Regions from separate parts of the Rattus norvegicus genome. Here region 2 is linked to region 1. The links are chromatin contacts, called in public Hi-C maps. All regions are on one chromosome and are shown on one strand. Each heading gives the region's core, a stretch centred on a gene start, on an enhancer-like site or on the middle of the called end of the contact. The rest is flanking DNA. Distances are from core to core; before and after follow the strand shown.

Evidence for each region. Hi-C and Micro-C count contacts between places; a contact is called where the count stands out from the background.
Region 2: a contact with region 1 is called in a Hi-C map of liver, with 12 times the contacts expected there. The contact joins the enhancer-like site here to the promoter of Plpp3 in region 1. A contact is called at or near these places in 10 of 12 Hi-C or Micro-C datasets (the A7r5 cell line, the Rat2 cell line, frontal cortex and 5 more) and 1 of 1 datasets of contacts at active chromatin or transcription factors (oligodendrocytes).

What each region holds. Positions count from the first base shown.
Region 1 is chr5:125,153,060-125,158,910 of GRCr8, reverse strand. It overlaps Plpp3 (phospholipid phosphatase 3), which reads right to left and starts at 2,911. Exons shown (of 6, transcript NM_138905.2): 1 at 2,356-2,911. The coding sequence starts at 2,494.
Region 2 is chr5:126,222,509-126,228,359 of GRCr8, reverse strand. No RefSeq gene overlaps it. Among named protein-coding and RNA genes, the nearest start is that of Usp24, 84 kb to the left of the region's middle. Within about 2 kb of position 2,664, at least 1 of the 93 cell types and tissues checked has an H3K27ac peak or open chromatin away from gene starts, as enhancers often do.

The DNA of each region.
Region 1 (5,851 bases), core at 1,662-4,161:
AATAAACTGTAGAAAAATTAAATCATACTGACAGTCTCAGGCAAAAACTGAACCAAGTAGAAACATTTTTTTTTTTTTTTAGGACGGCAGTGTGTGGAATATTAAAATCACATGTTGCATTATTAAATCTTCTTTTGGAAGCCAAGCAGAGTTATGTTGCATAACCACCTCAAGATACACGTTAAGCTTACAGATAGTCTTTCCAATTAAAGGTATTAGGAGGCATTTCATCAGTAATACTGTCCTGTAGCTTGTGCTTATGCTGAAGTTTGACAACTGGCTTAGAAGGCTCACTCCAGAGAGGAACTTGCTACACATAAAGAGCTGAAGCCCATGCACATGCACCACACCCCTAAATTCCACCCTGAACACACAGAAAGACATCTTGGGGTGTCACTGTCCCTGCTTACACTATAGTTAGCAGGCATTACTCTCTGCATGTTGCTTAACACTGTTTTCTTCTAATAAGAATGCAACATTTCTTAGTGCACACATTCCCCCCACCCCCCAATAAGAAGAAAGTCTAGAAGGGAGAGCAATGGCTGTTGAAATCCAGCTTTGCTTCCTGACGGTAAAGCAAGAGGCAGGGGGACTTGCCAACATAGGCATCAGAGAAAGCGCTGATCCCACCCACCTAGGAGACACTCAAACCCTGGGAGGCCTCAGCCAAGATAGCTGCACACAGCTTCCACTAATTTAGTGGTCTCCCCCGTACTCCCCTCACCCCAGGACCTGGAAGGATCTTTTAAAAATTCAACAACTTGATTATAAGACCTTAAGTACTCATCTGGTTCACTGTGCATGATAATAAGCCCGCTGTCACCAGGAAGGCAGGCCCCCCAGTGACAATTCCCCTGAATAGCATCCTAAGGGTGAACAGAGAGGAGAAAGGGATCTACATAACTATAGAAAAACTCCCCTAAGGGGTTGGGATTTAGCTCAGAGGTAGAGCGCTTGCTTAGGAAGCGCAAGGCCCTGGGTTCGGTCCCCAGCTCCGGAAAAAAAAAAAAACCTCCCCTAGCCTTTCAGACTGTAATCTTCCCTCCAACGGTCTCTACCAGAAGAGAGCCATTCTTAATTTTAAATTCTAAGAAACACACCGGCTCACAAAATTCTATGTGGGTAGTTGGGCAAGAACAAGAGGCCACTGCCTAAGAGTCCTCAGTAAGGGGAGCTAAGCCAGGTAGCCACAGTCAGCCCCGACAAAATCCCTTCCAAAGGGATGGAGTCTCCGTGCAGGAGTTCTATTTTGGGGGAACTGAACTGGGAACACAGATGTTTCTTCCGTTAGCAGTGCTGGCAGAACAGCTCCTGGACGGCATCCGAGTTCTTAATGCAGGAAGGGGCCTCACAGACCATCTACTTGAATCCACTCATTCAACTGAGGAGGAAACTGAGGCCAAAGGGGTAGTTAGGTGGCACGCCCAGCTGGTAGCAGCGGGGCGATGCTCTGGTGACAAGTTTTGCATACTTTTACATCAAAAGTCGCTTTAAAGGAAAAAGTCCCATTTTTACTTCAACCCTGGAACTATGGTGGATTTACGTCAATTGCTTCTCTCTTCCCCCTAGCCTGGTTCAATAAATCCTTCTCTCTTTCCCACTCCAATTCCTGTGCCTCCGGCTGCCCCTTTCAGCTGAAGTTTTCATCTGTTCTGATAAACAGAACGCTAGGGCCTCAACTTTGAGGCAGTGTAGCTCAACTGTGGCCCCCAAGCAAGACTGTGACTGCCTTTCTTTCAGTGGCCTCCCGGCACAAGTGAGCTAGTTTAAAACTGATGCCCGCGAAGCGGTCTATCATCCGGCACACAGTAGGCGCTCAACAAGTGATGTGCTCCTTGTAGCCCAGCACCTGGGTAGAGCCACGTTCCACCCTCTGCGGCTTTCAGCCAAGCGAGTAGCGAGTGACAAGGCCAGCTAGTGCGACTGGCCCTGCAAGGCAGCGCGACGGAAGGGGTGGATGTTTACATGCAGCCGGGGCCAGCAGCGCCACTCCGGTAGGAGCCCGCCTTGCCGGGAGACCGAGATGGGTCTCACTCGCGGACGCAGGGCGGAGAGCCACAGGTTTCCTCCAGATCTTGGAGCTCGAGCTCACACCTCCTTAGGGGTGATCTTCAGCTGGGAGTCCGTCACCCCTAAGGAGGTGGTTCCAGCTACCGCGAAAGCACAAGCACGCCCCAACTTGAAATCGCAGGCCGGGATTGAAATTGGGGTCCGGGAGGGCGGGGAGCTCGCGGCCAGCACGGCGCCCGGTGGTGGGGGAGATGGCTGCGGGACCCTGGGGGCTGACAGCGCGGCAGGGCCCGGGGTCGGGGGCCGGGAGGGGGGGTTGGGTGGGACTGGTGGGGCTGCGCTCACCCATGAAGAGGCAGAAGAGGTCGAGGCAGATGAGCAGCACCCGCTTGCTGCCGCCTTTCCTCGGGTTGTTGTTGAGCGCCGGGCTACCGCCGTTCTTACTCTCAGGGACGATCGCCTTGTCGTACTTGTAGCTTTGCATGGCGCTGGCTGCGGGGAGCCTCCCGGGGCGCTGCGGGCCGCCGCTGCTCAGGAGCGGATCTGCGGGCTCGGGACGCGGCGGCGAGTGTACAGCCCGGCCGAGTAGCTCCAACTGCAGACGCGGGTAGGTTTCCCCCTGAGCGCCTCTGCTTTCCTCTCAACCCCAAACTGTTCGCTAGTCCAAAGGGAAGAGAGCCAAATCCCGAGCAGGAACTTTTGCAAAACTGTGCTGTCCCGGACGCGCCGGGCTGGCGTGCGTCTGCGTGCTGAAGTTTGCGAGTGGGCAGCGTCGGCGTCCGGCCACGATCCTCCGCAGCTACTTAATGAATGGAGCAGCGCGGAGCCCTGCAACTCCGCAGCGTCCTGCAGCTAGCTCTCCACAGCGTCTGCCCAACTCCAACTCTGCCTCCTCCTTCTGCTCCTCCTCCTGCTGCTGCCGCCCGGGCTGCCGCTGTGATCGCTCGGTTTGTTTTCTGAGCTTATATTTCACGAGCGCCTTTAAAAGGCGAGGGGGGAGGAGAGGGACCTCCTTACTTGGCTCCAACAGGGTTCTGAAAGCACAGCCCCTTCCTTAAGCTGCCTAAAACGTAGGATAATTAAGGCCACATTTCCCCCACCCCCTTTCAAAAAAAAAAAAAAAAAAACCTGAAAGAAAAAGTTGCTCTCAAACCAGAGAATCCGGGAGCCCCTAGCGTTCAGAAACTCCAAAGCATCACAAAAGGGGGGGAAAACCATATAAATAAAAAGAAGCACTTTCTTGCTGGCCTTTGATTAGATGTGGGGAGAGGGTCGGTGGGAGGTCTACAATACTAAAATGCTTGCTTGCCTGCTTGCTTGCTTGCTTGCTTTATTTATTTATTTATTTATTTATTTATTTATTTATTTATTTACAAATTTCAGCCTTGAGTTGAATTATCCTAAAAATACAATTTTCAATTTAAGGTGGGTTTGTTGTTTTGGTTTTAACGTTCAGCACCGGATAGTTGTGTTAGATTCGGAAGATCCTGTGGTGTAAAAGATTCCGGAGCCAGACCCACCCTTCCCCACCGTCCCACCCACCCACCTCTGCTCTAGAATCCTGACTATGTCTCTGTGCCTTCATTTCCCAGCGAGTAGACTGCAGTCACGGAAGTATTTCTCCCCAGGCAGTCATGGTGGGGGAGATAACTGATTATTTCACACGCGCTTCTGTAAGAGAGCTTGTACACCAGAAGAGCTTCGTAAGTTGGGCCAATACTTCTATTTCTGAATTGGAAAACCAAAGCCAAGCCCACCCCCCTCTGCTAGTCCAGCTGGCCTCCAGCATACCCCAGCCTATTTGGCCTTGACTTTCAAGGAATCTGCTGTTTCCCCTTGAATGTGCTGATGATCCTCATGATGTTGATTACTTTTATATGAGTTGATCCCCACCCTCACCCCACCCTGGTCAAGAAAGAGAATTAACATTTGAAAGGCCCTTACACCTTCAATAGTATCTAGCCTGAGCGTACTACAATGTACAAAAGCACATTTCTTCCAAGGGTCGTTATAATACCGAGATGGAAATGGTTCCACCGTTCTAGCATTGTTGTTGTTTGTTTGAGACAGGGTCTCTCTATCTTTATATAGCCCTGGCTGCCTTAGAACTCACTTTTAGACCAGGCTGTCCTCAAACTCACAGAGATCTGCCTGCCTCTGCCTTTCGAGAGCTGGAATTAAAGGCAACTGGTTCTAGCTTTTAAAAAAAAGATGACTTATGTATATATTATTCTATATCAATCCGTACAGATTAGTGTTTTGCCTGCATGTATGTCTGTGCACCATGTGCTACCCACAAAGGCCATAGGGCTGTCAGATCCTGGAACTGGAGTTACAGATGTTTGGGAGCCAATGTGTGGATCCTGGGAACCAAATCTGGGTCCTCTGAAAGAACACTAATTGTTCTTAGTCACTGAGCCATCTCCCCAGCTCCAAGTTCTAGCTTTTGGATACGCAGTACAAATCTGACTGCCTTATTGAACCATTCTGTAACTCTGTATCCCACCGTCAGCCCCCTGGAGCATCCCTTTCACTGCACAGCCCTGCCTCCTACCCTTCTGCCTATGTTATAAGCCTTCCTCCCAACTAGCGAACCATTTCCCCTCTGGTGCACCCCGATCTTTCACCCTCTCTCCTTGTCCTGCTTGATTCCTGCACAGAATTAATTTTACCTTCAATGTTCTGTCTAGGCCACTCTTGTCACACTCACTCTAATTTGGTGTGGGCTAAAAAAAACTAGTCATTTGTATAAGTGGCCTCTGATTAGGGGCCATTGATGACCCTCAAAGAGACTCTTTAGTTCTCTGGGTTTGAGGTATGCTGAATTAAGCTCACACTGGAACTAATTAGCAATGAGACCAGCAAGGAAAGGTAAAGTCCTGTCTTCCGAAAGCAAACTGCACTAAGGGAGCTTTGGGGCGGCCATGTCAGCTGCCAATCAGAGGCATCGTCCCCATTCAAAGGAAAGCAGGTGAGGCCCCTCAGCATCTAAGAGAAGTTCCTTTAAATCTCCTTCAGGAGAAGCAGCACTGCCTCACCTGTTAAAACAGCAGCGACAATGAGAAGCTAATGTTATAATTAATAGCATTCAACAAGGGATTCTGGGTTACCAAAGGCTCTTCTATTGCTCACAATCCTCCAGCATACACCGCCTTGAAATTCAAAGATGAACATCTTCAGAAGTCCAAGCTGAAAAGAAAGGCAGCTTTGGCAGTCTTCTCTAACCTGTCCCCCACCTTGGATCCTCAAAGTATCTGGGCTCCTGTTTCCCACTCCACCTGATTTCCCTTTCACGGGCAGCCATGACTTGCTTCTCCAAGGCCTGAACCCCGAAGCCTGTCTTGGATTCAGAAGGAGCAATAGTGAAAACGGCTGTCCAAGAAACAATTAAGTGAAGCTCAGTTAGTTCGTCCTGCCCGCTCCCCCTCATCTGGGAGATGACGTACATTAGCAACAGATGCACTTCCCTCGCTGTCCAGCAATAGCTGGGCCACCATTGCTGGTTACAAATGACTAAGATGGCTGACTTTGGCCCACACTAGCTTCGGCTCAAGGCACCTATTCTATGTTAAGGTTCTCTGACTTAACCCCAATCACTTATTAAGAAAGATAAAATTCTGTTATCCCAAAAGCAGATTTAAAAAAAAAAATCAAGGAATGTTTAAATAAAAGCTTTCTATTTCTCCTTACGGGCCTTTCCTGACTAAAGGATCGGATTGTGGTGTTAAGGGGTAGGCACAGCTCTCTGCAAACAAGACTGTATTTGGATAGTGTTCAAGGGAATATTTGAAATATTCATTAAAACTGACTTTAGCAAGTCACCAAATACAGCGTCAACTTA
Region 2 (5,851 bases), core at 1,415-3,914, 1.1 Mb before region 1:
ACACCCACACCCACACCCACACCCACACCCACCCACCCACACACACACACACACACACACACACACACACACAGACACACACACACACTTTTTTCACATGTTTAGAATATGAAATGGGTCCAGGGAGATGGCTCAGTGGGTAGAGTGCCTGCTGCATAAGCGTGAGGACTTAAATTCAGAACCCAAATCATCTAAAACTCGGGCATCAGCATTGTGAGGGCTGACACAGGAGGGGAGGGATGGGTGTTCTCTGGCCAGGCAGCCTATCTGAAAGGAGAGCTCCTGGTTCAGTGGGAGACCCTGTCTGAAAAAAAAATAAGATGGGATGGAGACTCCAAGGCAACAGTCCAGACACAACGCGGGTGACGCATGTATGAACTCATGGAGGCTATGCCAGACCCACAAGACCTACACATATTAAAGCTGGACAAAATCCCAGCATATGGAAGAAGAAGTGGGCACAAAGTGGCACCCTGGCCAAGAAGCCACGGATTAACTGATGGGAGAAGACAGATCGGTTCTCTTTGGTGGAGTGACACTGGCTATATCAAGCACAGTTCAGGGCAAGCCCCACGCTCAAGAGTAGTTGGCCAACCCTAAACAAACTGTGTGGTTTTGTTTGTTTTATTTTGAGAGAGAACATGAAGGTAGGTGGGTAAGGGGGTGGCTATCTGTAATGAGTTGGAATACAGGAAAATATATTGTATGAAAACATTTTCTAATTAAAAAAATCTTGGATGGTGATAGAATATACTTGATGTTGAGCTCTCTGACTCCACATGCACATACTCACTCACATGCACACATACCTGCACACACTCACACACACCTGCACACACTCACACAATGCACACATAACTGCACACACTCACACACACCTGCACACACTCACACACACTCACACACACACACTCACACACCTGCACACACTCACACACATGCACACATAACTGCACACACTCACACACTTGCACACACTCACACACACCTGCACACACTCACACACATGCACACATACCTGCACATACTCACACAGACTTGCACACACTCTCTCACACACACCTGCACATACTCACACACTTGCACATACTCACACACCTGCATACACACACCTGCACACACACATCTGCACACACTCACACACTTGCACACACACATCTGCACACACACATACACACACTCACACACACTCACCCACATGCACACACTCACCCACATGTACACACTCAACCAGGTACATACACACCTACACATATACACCATGCACATACTTACCTTCAGGCACACACTCAAACACACACACACACACACACACGCACACACACACACACACACACACACAGGAAACATCTTTGAAAAGGCAGATATTGCCAGGATTGGTGGCACACACCTTTAATCCCAGCACTTGAGAGGTAGAAGCAGGAAAATTGCTGTGAGTTCCAGGCTAGCCTGATCTACATAGAGAGTTCCAGGATAATTAAGGCTACATAGAGAGACCCTGTCTCAAAATAAAGATAAATAGTAAAAGAAATACATAAAAAGACATTGTATAGGAACATATTCTTCCCCTATACTTAAAATTATTCTAGTTTTTATGTAAAATTTATCAATCCTCTCATCACCTAATGAAAACTTTTCTCCCTGTCTAATTCTAAGAAAAGCTGTTCATTGCTCTGTTGAAACAAACTCGAGAAGTTAAAGCTCTGGAAATTACTCTCATTCTAATTGAAACTCTATTATGGTTTTCCTCCAAGTACAAATCAGCAAGAAGTCTACTTCTCATGCATAAACATGGTTATTTGCTTATCTGTAATTCTTTTGCAGTGATAGGCACCAAACCCAGGGTGTTGGGCATGCCAAGAAAGTGCTATATCACACTGAGCCATTTCCTAAACTGTAGACAGAGAGCTTAGGCTGTTCTTGAACCCATTATTCAGCAGAGGCCAGTCCTAAACTCACCATCTTTTGCCTTAGTCTTTCAAGTGTTGGGATTATATGCTGGTACCACTATACCTGGCTTCTACCCATAGGTTTAAAAAACATTAAAGAATCATTTTCATTATTTTGTGTGTATGGGTGTTTTGTCTGCATGTCTGTGTCGTACGTGTAGAGTGTCCTTGAAGGCCAGGAGATGGCATCAGACCCCTTGGAATGGGAGTTACAGATGGTTGTGAGCTGTCATGTGGGTGCTGGGAATTGAATCCAGGTCCTCTGAAGGAGCAACCAGTCTTCTTAACTGCTGAGCTATCTCTCCAGTCCAGTCTCATGGTTATTTAATGTAAAGTTTTTTATTTTTTAACATGTGTCTTGGTCAGTGTTCTATTGTCCATGACAAATCTTATAAAAGAAAGCATTGAATTAGGGCTGGCTTATAGTTTTAGGGTTAATTCATTGTCATCATGGTGGGAGCATGGCAGAACACAGGCAGACATGGCGCTGGCGAAGTAGCTGAGAGCTCTACATTTGGATCTGCTGTCAGCAGAGAGAGAGAACCACTAGGTTTGGCCTGGGCTTTTGAAACCTCAAAGCTCACCTCCAGTGACATACTTCTTCCAAGGCCAAATCTCCTAATCTTTCTTAAGGAGTGCCACTCCCTGGTGACCAAGCATTTAAATATATGAGCCTCTGGGGGCCATTCTTATTCAAACCTCTCTAACATTCAATAGTATCTGCATACAACAGCCTTGGTCCAACTTCTGTTAAGGACAAAGGTTTGACAGTTATTGTGTGAGGTGGATCCACTTTCTGTCCTTTGCCATCTTGCTCTGTGACTTAGGAAGGTGATCTGGGGATTTACTCCGTAACTGCTTTCCCTTTGGCTTCTGGTGCTCAGAGAGCTGGGGAGAATGGGTTTTTGTATATCTTGAGGTCACAGTTCCTATTCTACAACCATTGCCTCTTCTGGGGTTTGGCTGTATCTGAAGGTGTGATCCTGTGGCTTCTCTGCATCCTGACTGTTCTCTCTCTCTCTCTCTCTCTCTCTCTCTCTCTCTCTCTCTCTCTCTCTCTCATTTTATTTATTTATTTAGTTTTAGAGACAAGGTTTCTTTATGTAGCCCTGGCTGTCTTGGAACTCACTCTGTAGCCCAGGCTGGGTTCCTCCTGTCTGCCTCCTGCTTGCACTGGGGTTAAATACATGCAGGGTCACTCCTGGCTCTGACTGTACTTTTATAACTCATTTATAAACATTCCCTAAACTCAATTTGACTAGGATATCTGTTTGTCAGGTCTTGACTTTTATACTATTTCCCATGTGTCTTCTCACAATATTGTGTGTGTGTGTGTGTGTGTGTGTGTGTGTGTGTGTGTGTGTGTATTGCTTTTTACTCTGTTCAATGTCATGAGGCCTCTTACAGGATAGGAGATTCATATTTCTCTGTTTTGCATCCTGTGTGTTGACAGGTAGTGATGATAATGTAGAACTTAACCCTGAGGAGCTTGGAAAGCCACTGAGGGCTGAGCCCCAACTACGCAGCCTCACACTTGGGGTCTGGGTGGCCAGGAGTTTCCGAGGAAACCTGTGTTGGGGAAGGGGCATGCATAACTGACTCTGAATTACTCTGCAGTGTATCTAGGGAAGACTGGGTCACCTACAAACCTCCATGCAGCATCTGTAGCATGCATGCGTGTGTGTGTGTGTGTGTGTGTGTGTGTGTGTGTGTGTGTATGTGTGTGTATGTATGTATGTGTGTATGTGTGTGTGTGTATGTATGTGTGTATGTATGTGTGTGTGTGTGTGTTTTCTTTCATTGTCTTGCCCAGGATCTCATAGTTTTCAGGGGTCTCTTAGTCTGATCCTAGAGGCTGAGGCATAGGCAAGAACATGGCTGTGGCTGCATGCACCACTGCCCTCTTGTGGGCATAGGCACAGCTGCGATAGTGGCCGATGGTCTTCCCTGTCATCAAATCCTAGGATCAAATGAGGTTTCAAAGAGTGACTTAGTCAAGCATAGCAAAGGCCGTGTCTAGCCTCTCCCAGAAGACAGCCTTTCCCTTTCCCTAACAGCCCAGGGCAAAGGAAGATGTCCTATTTCTCAGTTTCAAGAGTTGGTTAATTGCTTTAGAATTAGCTCTCCACAGTGATGGAACCAGGAGGATTAATAGCCTTGCAGAATAACCCTAATTAAGAATCAGGCAGAGAATTTAATACCATCCCCCCAATACACACACACACACACACACACACACACACACACACACACACACACACAGATGAGCCCTGGGGAGACAGCACAGCTGAGTGGAAAGTTGAAGAACAGCAAGGACAGGGAGCCTAGGTTCCTGTGTCCCCTGTGACACTGAGACTGACCCCATGACTCAGTCAGATGCCCCTTCCTGTGTCTCTTCTGAACTCCTTGGCGTTCTTTCCTGTGGCTTCAGTCTCTCCTTCTCCCATCTTCTGAGCCAGTTTCCCCCTGCTTGCCATTTCCCACCACACACATACTCCTTGCTTTTGTTCAGTAATTAAAACAAACAAACAAACAAACAGACAAACAAACAAACAAACAAACAAACTTGTTTAAGCCCTAACCTCCAATAGCAGCAATGGTAGAACCTGCTCTCTGATTCCATCAGTTTATGTGTAGTGTGCTGTAATGATCTTCACACTTATTGTCATATTACTATTATTATTAGTAGCAGAAAAGGGAGTGCTTTCATTCATTCCTTTTGATGGGAAGATACAAGAAAGAATGATGAATGTGTTCCTAAAATTAGAGAGTTTTAGTCACTTAAATTTCCATGAAATAATTTTTGTGCCATGTTTAGATAACCGTTTACAGTGATTGTTGGTTACCCATAATCCCTTTTGGTATAAAGCATAATAAATGTTGGGTGTTTTTTTCCTGAAGGTGTTTCAGAGTTTCTCAATTTTCGCATGTGATGTGAACTTGTAGACTTAGTACTCTTTTTGCCCCCTTCCTGTTCCTTGGCAGTGGCAGGTGCTGTTGCCTAGGCTAAGTAGTAGTGTTTGCCAGTTCCACGTCTGGTTGGTAATTGTACCTGTGCCAGTAACACACTACAGACAGGGGAGTGTACACAATGCTTCGTAGAGCAGGAGCACCTGGTGGCCCTCCTGGCTCCCTGTAGGAATGGCTTATTGCAAGAATGACTTATGAGCATGAAACTCAGACAGAGAAGGTGTGTAGGCCGCCTGCGTAAGTTCACCAGTGAATGGTAGCCAGACGACCTTTGTCTTAGTACGGAGGCCCGTAAATGGACAGGTCATTTTGCAGATGATGTGACTGAGGAGTGCTCGGAAATGGAATCTGGTCCCCAAAGTTATACACTTAAACAGCAGTTTCACCGCCCAAACTTATTGGCATCAGATCTGAGTCTGAATTCTTTCTCATTCTTGCCCTAATGTTAGTTTCTCATTGGGCAAGATAGAAAAATTCCTTAAGCCTCAGTCTCCTCATCTGAGCAGTGGGGTTTAAAATCCTTGCCTTGTACAATATGGGGGCTGTCTGAGACAAGCTCACCAAGCTACAGCCTGAAGGATGTCAGAGCTCCATAAATGATCCCTGAGTATGGTTTATTACAATGTCAGTCTGGTTATCTGACCCTCAGAGGAATTCAAGGGCAGTAGGTGACAAGAAGGAGTACAAGAACATCCAGGAACCCTGGCCAGAGAAGACCACAGCACAACTAACTATACCAATAACCAAGCAAGCTTGCGATTGCTTAAGAGCCTCATGCAAAGTGCACCTGACCCCAGCTCTGCAGTGGCTCAGCCAGTATGGATCTCCCTGCCTCAGTGGTTTTAAATGGAAGATGCTAAAGGGAGTTTGCATGACCCCGTGTTCCCATCTTTATTAATGGAAGATATTGAGGAGAATTCAGAAGGTTTGTC